Linked DNA regions of Drosophila melanogaster: region 2 is linked to region 1. The links are chromatin contacts, called in public Hi-C maps. All regions are on one chromosome and are shown on one strand. The core of a region is the stretch at or near the end of the contact, and the rest is flanking DNA. Distances in the headings are between cores, read along the strand shown.

Region 1 (3,002 bases), core at 143-2,642:
GCACGTATTTGTGTATTTGGTGTCTATCTAGCTAATTTCTCCAAGTGTATACAGACCATTGCCATTATTTTCAATAGCGTATTCAACAATTTTCTGCGTGTATTTTTAGTACCTTTTCTTATCTGCGAACGGAAGCTGTGGCCACTTGTGAGCGTTCACCATTTAAATATTAAATATATTTTACATTAGCAAAGGCGAAAAAGGGGAGGAACAGGGAAACGAACCTGAGGAATGGGCCAATTATTCCAGGAGATGGGGCCCTAAAAAATCGCAACGTGTCCATTGGTCCTCCATGTGGGGCGTCGGCATCCAAGTCCGGTAATTCACCCTCACGCATGCGTCATTTTCGGATGTCATTGGGTCAGGCGCCAATGGGAAGCCGCCTTTTTGGTGGTGTTGACAGGGGGGGGGGGGGTGGTGGCTAAATCGGCTGAAGGTCACGGATTGTGGCCGGTCCTATGGCCAGTTGACAAACCGACTTAACCGCCAAAGCCGACGAGCCCGAAATGCTAATATCACATGGATGTCCGTCCTGCCAAACTTGTATTGTGTTGAATATTTAAAATAGTGCTTTGCATCAATTTTAGACCGATGACTGCACATTTAAGATGATTTGCTCACATGGTTGTATGTATGTTTTAGGTGCGCCAAGAATTAATTGTCCATAAACACTAATATTCGTAGGAACAGCGAGTAAAGGCTATAAAGTTCGTGTTTCAAATACGTTTTCACTGGTGTTTGGCTTTCCTACGCGAATTGCATCAGCATTTTATTGGACTCTCCTTTTTTTTTGAGTGTCAAATTCAAAGAACTTCAATAAAAAAATGTGCGAGGAGAGCGCCGCTTTTCGTGGGAGTGAGTGGGATAATTTGCAAACCGGCTGCCGCAGCAACAACGAAAGGTGAAAAGAGAGCAAGGAGCAACGGTTTTCACTTGTTTATCAGTTGACCCAGAGAGCGAGAGCCACTTGGGCGGGTGTTGAGTAAAAAAAAATGGGGGAGGGGGGGCTTACTATCCAACTAAAGTGATAGTTACTTTTTTTTTTCTATCGTTACGGCCTTAAATGCTGCTTTAGCCGACTGGCTAAATCGCGACTACGCTCCGCAAATAAGGATGGACAGGCAGAGCGAGAGGAGAGAGAGCAGGCGCAGCTAACTCTGCGTAAGCGGACACCCACGCATGTGAGCGAGAGAGGGATAGAGGGAGAGGGTAAGGGAGAGAGAGAGTGCGGTGCATCGACGCAACAGGCTTGCAATGGCCATTAAGCGCCGTTAAACAATAACAAGAGCACGCAAATCGCTTCGGCTCCGTCGCGCTTTCGGCCTTCGTGCGTCTTCGGGCGACGCCGGCAGAGCAGAGGCAGCGATGGGAATCGCAGCAACGGTTCTTAGACATTAGGTTGCGCGCCATCGTTCCAGGCGGTCGCACATTCCACGGTGTGCTGTCCCTTTGTTTTCTGTGTGACTCTGACTCTCTTGTGGGGAGCGTTTGTCTTTTTTTTTTTTTGAGTGCTCTCACATCCTCGAAGTGCCGAAATTTTGAAAATCCCCGACAAGATATCCTGGTGATATCGGTTCAACGTTTAAACAAAAACCCAAGCCCTGCTCCTTTTTTTTCATTCATTAACTAGTGTGATCCCAAAAAGGAACCCATACTCGCAACGAATACGAATAGTGTCCATCGCGTGTGAAACGAAACTAAAGAATAAGGAATGAAACAAGAAAATAAAGCGAAAAGGCGGAAAAGCGAACAGAAAGAGGGGAAACAAATATCGGCTCGTCCAGGAGCGAACAGATGATCAAAGGGGATCATTCGGATTTTTCGAAGAAACTTCTGAAACATGACGGTTTCTCTGGTTTTTAATTCGGATTTGGTTTCACCAAAGCCAAAAAATTTTGCTGATGTCAAATCACCGATTTGCTTCCCCTTTTTCCGTGCGCGGAGAAAAAAATCCCCAGAAACATAATATCAGGATGCTCTCTATCTCTGTCTCTGTCTAACGCTTAATTGTTGCTCAATTGCGAATTAATGTCTGGGGCTTTTTTTCTCCGTGCAGTGCCATAGCCGTAACCACAACCTGCCAGCCGTTTAAAGCCAAACTAAACAAAACGAACCGAAACTGCCTTCACAAAGTACCTAAGCCAAACCTAAATAGCTGCCAAAAGAAACCAAAACCGCCGTTACCCGGAAAAGAGATGATGGGATCGCCGGGATCCCAAGCGTCCGCGATCGCGACCTCGGTCGGAATCAGAAGCGGGCGGAGAGGTCAAGCGGGAGGATCGTTGCTCCTGCGCCTCCTTGCCGTGACCTTCGTCCTCGCCGCCTGCCACGCACCGCTGCTGACCAATGCCAAGGTGAGTTCGACCCTCTTGTTGGGATATGTAGTATTATAATTATTACATTGCTATTTGAGGCCCAGGAATGCAGTTAACAATTTGATTAGTTCTATTCGGTGACATGATCCTAACAGCCGCTTACCATTCACATGACCATTGCCCATCAGCTGATGCACATCCCATTCGAGATCGGTAACCCAATGATCTCTTATTCCGGATGACACAACTCTGGGTTCCGCGACGAACTTGAACTATTTAGCATGACACACATACGAGTATTGTTTTTTTTTCCCAATAGGCGGGACAGACAGACACAAAACGAGCGCCACCAGTGATTAGCATAAAAATGTATTTATTGTAAGTGGTTTGGAAAATAGTTTTCCTCCACTCGCCATCAAATTAGGAAGTTGAGCCGGGCTTCGAGGCTTCAGGGTTTCGGAGCTCGGTTACGGACAATGTTAAGGACCGGATTTCGAGTTGAGCAGAGGCCAAAAAAATAGATCACCAAGTCCATTGGGCCGGGGTCATCATCGCAGGTTATCACTCTCTCGAAAAAACAGACGCTGAATTAATTTCTTTTCACAAATTCGGATCGAGTTCAGATGCTGGCTTTTGAATTTGATGCGATTGTGTTCGGATGGCTTTGCCAATTATTATGAGAAGTCG
Region 2 (3,002 bases), core at 132-2,631, 220 kb after region 1:
TCAACCGATTGGGCAAATAAAGGACCTTGATTTGCTGCCCACATGAAAGTGGCGTTTTAAACGCTTGCTTTAAATGTGCTTCAATTTAAATCTAAAGCGGCTAACAAGCGCTTTTGATCTTTAGCCGGAAAACAATTAATTTCTATTAAATATTAACCATCTGCAAGTAATTCTCCACTAAAAGGAAACGGATGTCCCGAAAGTTGTGAAGAAAGTCCAGTCAGGAAAGTTCAAAGTTTGCGTTACGGGTTACGAAATTGCGTCAAGAAGTTTGGTCGCCAAACTCGAATGTCACTCAATTATGTTGAAATTCCTTGGGATTTTGAGTTAGGGAAAGAACCATAAATGTGAGATGGATGAAAGAGGGTTTTGTAAAATAGTTTCCTCTAACCTCGATGCCGCACACCTGCCTTTTCCACAACATATTCCCATATTCCCTGCCATTGCATTTTCTTTACTGGTTTTTCTTCGCACACACACACACACACACACACACGTTTTCCAAAATGTAGAATCAGCAGACTTACATAGATCCAAAAGTATTGCACTCACAGACTCCTTTGATTCAGAAATTAATTACATTCCAAGCTGATATTTTTTTTCAAGCGCAATTGAAATGTGTTCTTGCCTTCATGTGGGCGTGCCACCGATAAGACTCAGGATTTCAGAACTCCAGGGAATAGTTCGGTATTTCGTCGCATGAACGATGATGCCCGTATGACGACGATAAGGAAATGGCAATGGGAACGGAACCCGAGTCTGAAGGGACCAAGGAGGCAGTCAAGTCAGCATTGGCTTAGCCATATGGTGCAACTTCGATTTCCACATCCTACACAACTGGGCAGTGTCCCATTTCGCATTCAAGAAGGCAAGAAGCCATTCGACTCTTTGATTTACCGATCCCAGTTAGGAGCTAAAATTGCAAATAATTTTATTAGCAAAATGGTCAACTCGACTTAGGTTTCCAAAGAAAGCAATTAGACCATGCCAGCCATTGTTCCCCTTGCGGCCCCAACTTTCGTCAATATTCCAGCTCCAGCTCCAGTGAATTTGGTTTGTTTTTTTTTTTTCACCCCACCGAGTACCAAACCGACATCCTCCGCCCTAGACTCATCATCCCCATTCTCGAGAGATGTGCATGTGTTGCCCCAACCGTCGTCAGACGGATAAGTAAACAAATTCAGCTTTATCTTCAATAGGAAACAAGGAAAACAGAGTTCCCCCGTTGAGGTTCGCCTTTGATATTTAACAATCTTTGAACAGCTGAAAGATGTGAACAAAAACACCAACCTCGCAATGGATACACACACACGCGCACATCGATGAGCATGTGTGTGTGTGTGTGTAATGTTGGCAGACAAAGGCCAACAACAAGTTGCCATGGGAGTTGCTACCAAAATCTTTCGTTCGCACGTTCAAGGCAGCAAAAAAGCAAAAGCAACAGCCACATCAAGAAGCGCAACAAGAAGGCCAAGAACAGTACGGTACAGTAAGGACTGCCTGTGCGGAATGTTGTGTAAGTAAGTGCGAATGTTTTGTTTTTTCAAACACGCACAGCTTCTTAATAACCCCAAAAATCCATAGAAATAAATACGCCTAATTGGAACTGCCCTGCAAGCCTCACTGTACTTCAGCCCAAAGGAGATGGCGTTTGGCGAGCAGGGAGCAAGTGGAGGAGACCCGGGGAGCTGTAGACACCGAAACCGAAACAGTAACATCCTGGCGGAAAAGTACTCACATACATATGTACATGTGTACTTGCGCGACGAGTCTAATACCAATAATCCTTTGGTTTTACCATAATAACAAGATATAGAGCTATTCGCCATTTCACCTTTATCGCGCCGATTGATTCCACGGCGGCCACGCCCACTTGCTTGAGAGCCATGCAAAACTAGGCACCACCCCAAAAAAAAAAGAAAAAAAAACATACGAAATGAATGGAAAATCGGGATGGTATTTCCAGTAACTCGGCTTACTTTTCCTCGTGTTGCAAATGAAATGGATGAAAATCAATTTGACGTGTCTTGAATTCTGTTTTGTGTTTAAAGAACTCGTTTTACAAAAGATAAAAAGGCCGGCACAGCGGCAAAAAAAAAAAAAAGGAAGGAAGCGTAGCGAGGGGACACACAAATGGAAATAAACTCGAAAAGTGGGAAAGGTGTACGTACACAGAGCCAAATAATTTCGGGGATTTCAGTGCGGCGATACCTGCATTCGTCCAACCCCCAGGTGAAAGCAATCATCTATCCCCAAGCAACTGACTCACTTTCTCTGGGAGGTTTTTTTTTTTTTGTTTTTGGTGGGTTTTTAGTAGGTTTATGCTGTATATATTTTTAGATATATGTGGGGAGCCAGAAAAGAATAATGTTAACACAATGCTTGTAAATAAAAACACACGAATATACAACAATACGCCAACGAATTTGGAATACGGGGAGAACTCATTGAATTTGTCGCTACCATCGTCAATTTAAGGGTGGCAATAATTACATCAATCTTTTTACCATTTCAAATTTGAAAACAAATCGAGCCACTCGAGCCCAACAACAACAACAACAGCAACAACAACGGAGCTCGACCTCCCAGGGGAAACGCAGTGCACGAGAAAAGCGAAAAAGAAAAGCCAACTCTGAACTGAAGCGAATGGAATGTGAAAAGAAATGGGGCGAGAAGTGCATGAAGGTCCCGTGGAATAAATACACATTTAAGATGGATTTATCGGATTCACTTGGGGCCCACGAACAATGACACATGCACTCGGAATCTAGATCATGAAATTTGCATGCGCATGTCCCCAAAAATCCGGGGAATCCATTTGCCCCATCCATGTCTTTGACCCGGAAGTTAAGCGGACTAGCTGCCATCAAATACTTGCGTAATTAACTCACAAAAGCGAGGAATCTATTTCAAGTTCATCGACTTCTCCACGTCACGTAATCGATTCGCTAAGATATCAAAATTTGGAAGTATTTCAAAAAAAAAACCCAACCAGCTACCAA

The links. A called contact is a pair of places that touch in the nucleus more often than the background predicts.
Region 2: a Hi-C map of the Kc167 cell line shows a contact between it and region 1, with 1.7 times the contacts expected there. The contact joins the promoter of lncRNA:CR34052 here to the promoter of trol in region 1. A contact is called at or near these places in 7 of 107 Hi-C or Micro-C datasets (the D17-c3 cell line, the Kc167 cell line and eye imaginal disc).

Annotation. Positions count from the first base shown.
Region 1 is chrX:2,543,817-2,546,818 of dm6, reverse strand. trol (terribly reduced optic lobes) reads left to right here and starts at 1,392. Exons shown (of 38, transcript NM_001297896.2): 1 at 1,392-1,436; 2 at 2,057-2,354. The coding sequence starts at 2,196. It overlaps mir-4955 (mir-4955 stem loop), which reads left to right and starts at 1,911; the gene lies at 1,911-2,079.
Region 2 is chrX:2,320,643-2,323,644 of dm6, reverse strand. lncRNA:CR34052 (long non-coding RNA:CR34052) reads left to right here and starts at 1,381. Exons shown (of 2, transcript NR_047740.1): 1 at 1,381-1,516; 2 at 1,585-1,887. The region is part of intron 2 of Raf (Raf oncogene); the gene reads right to left.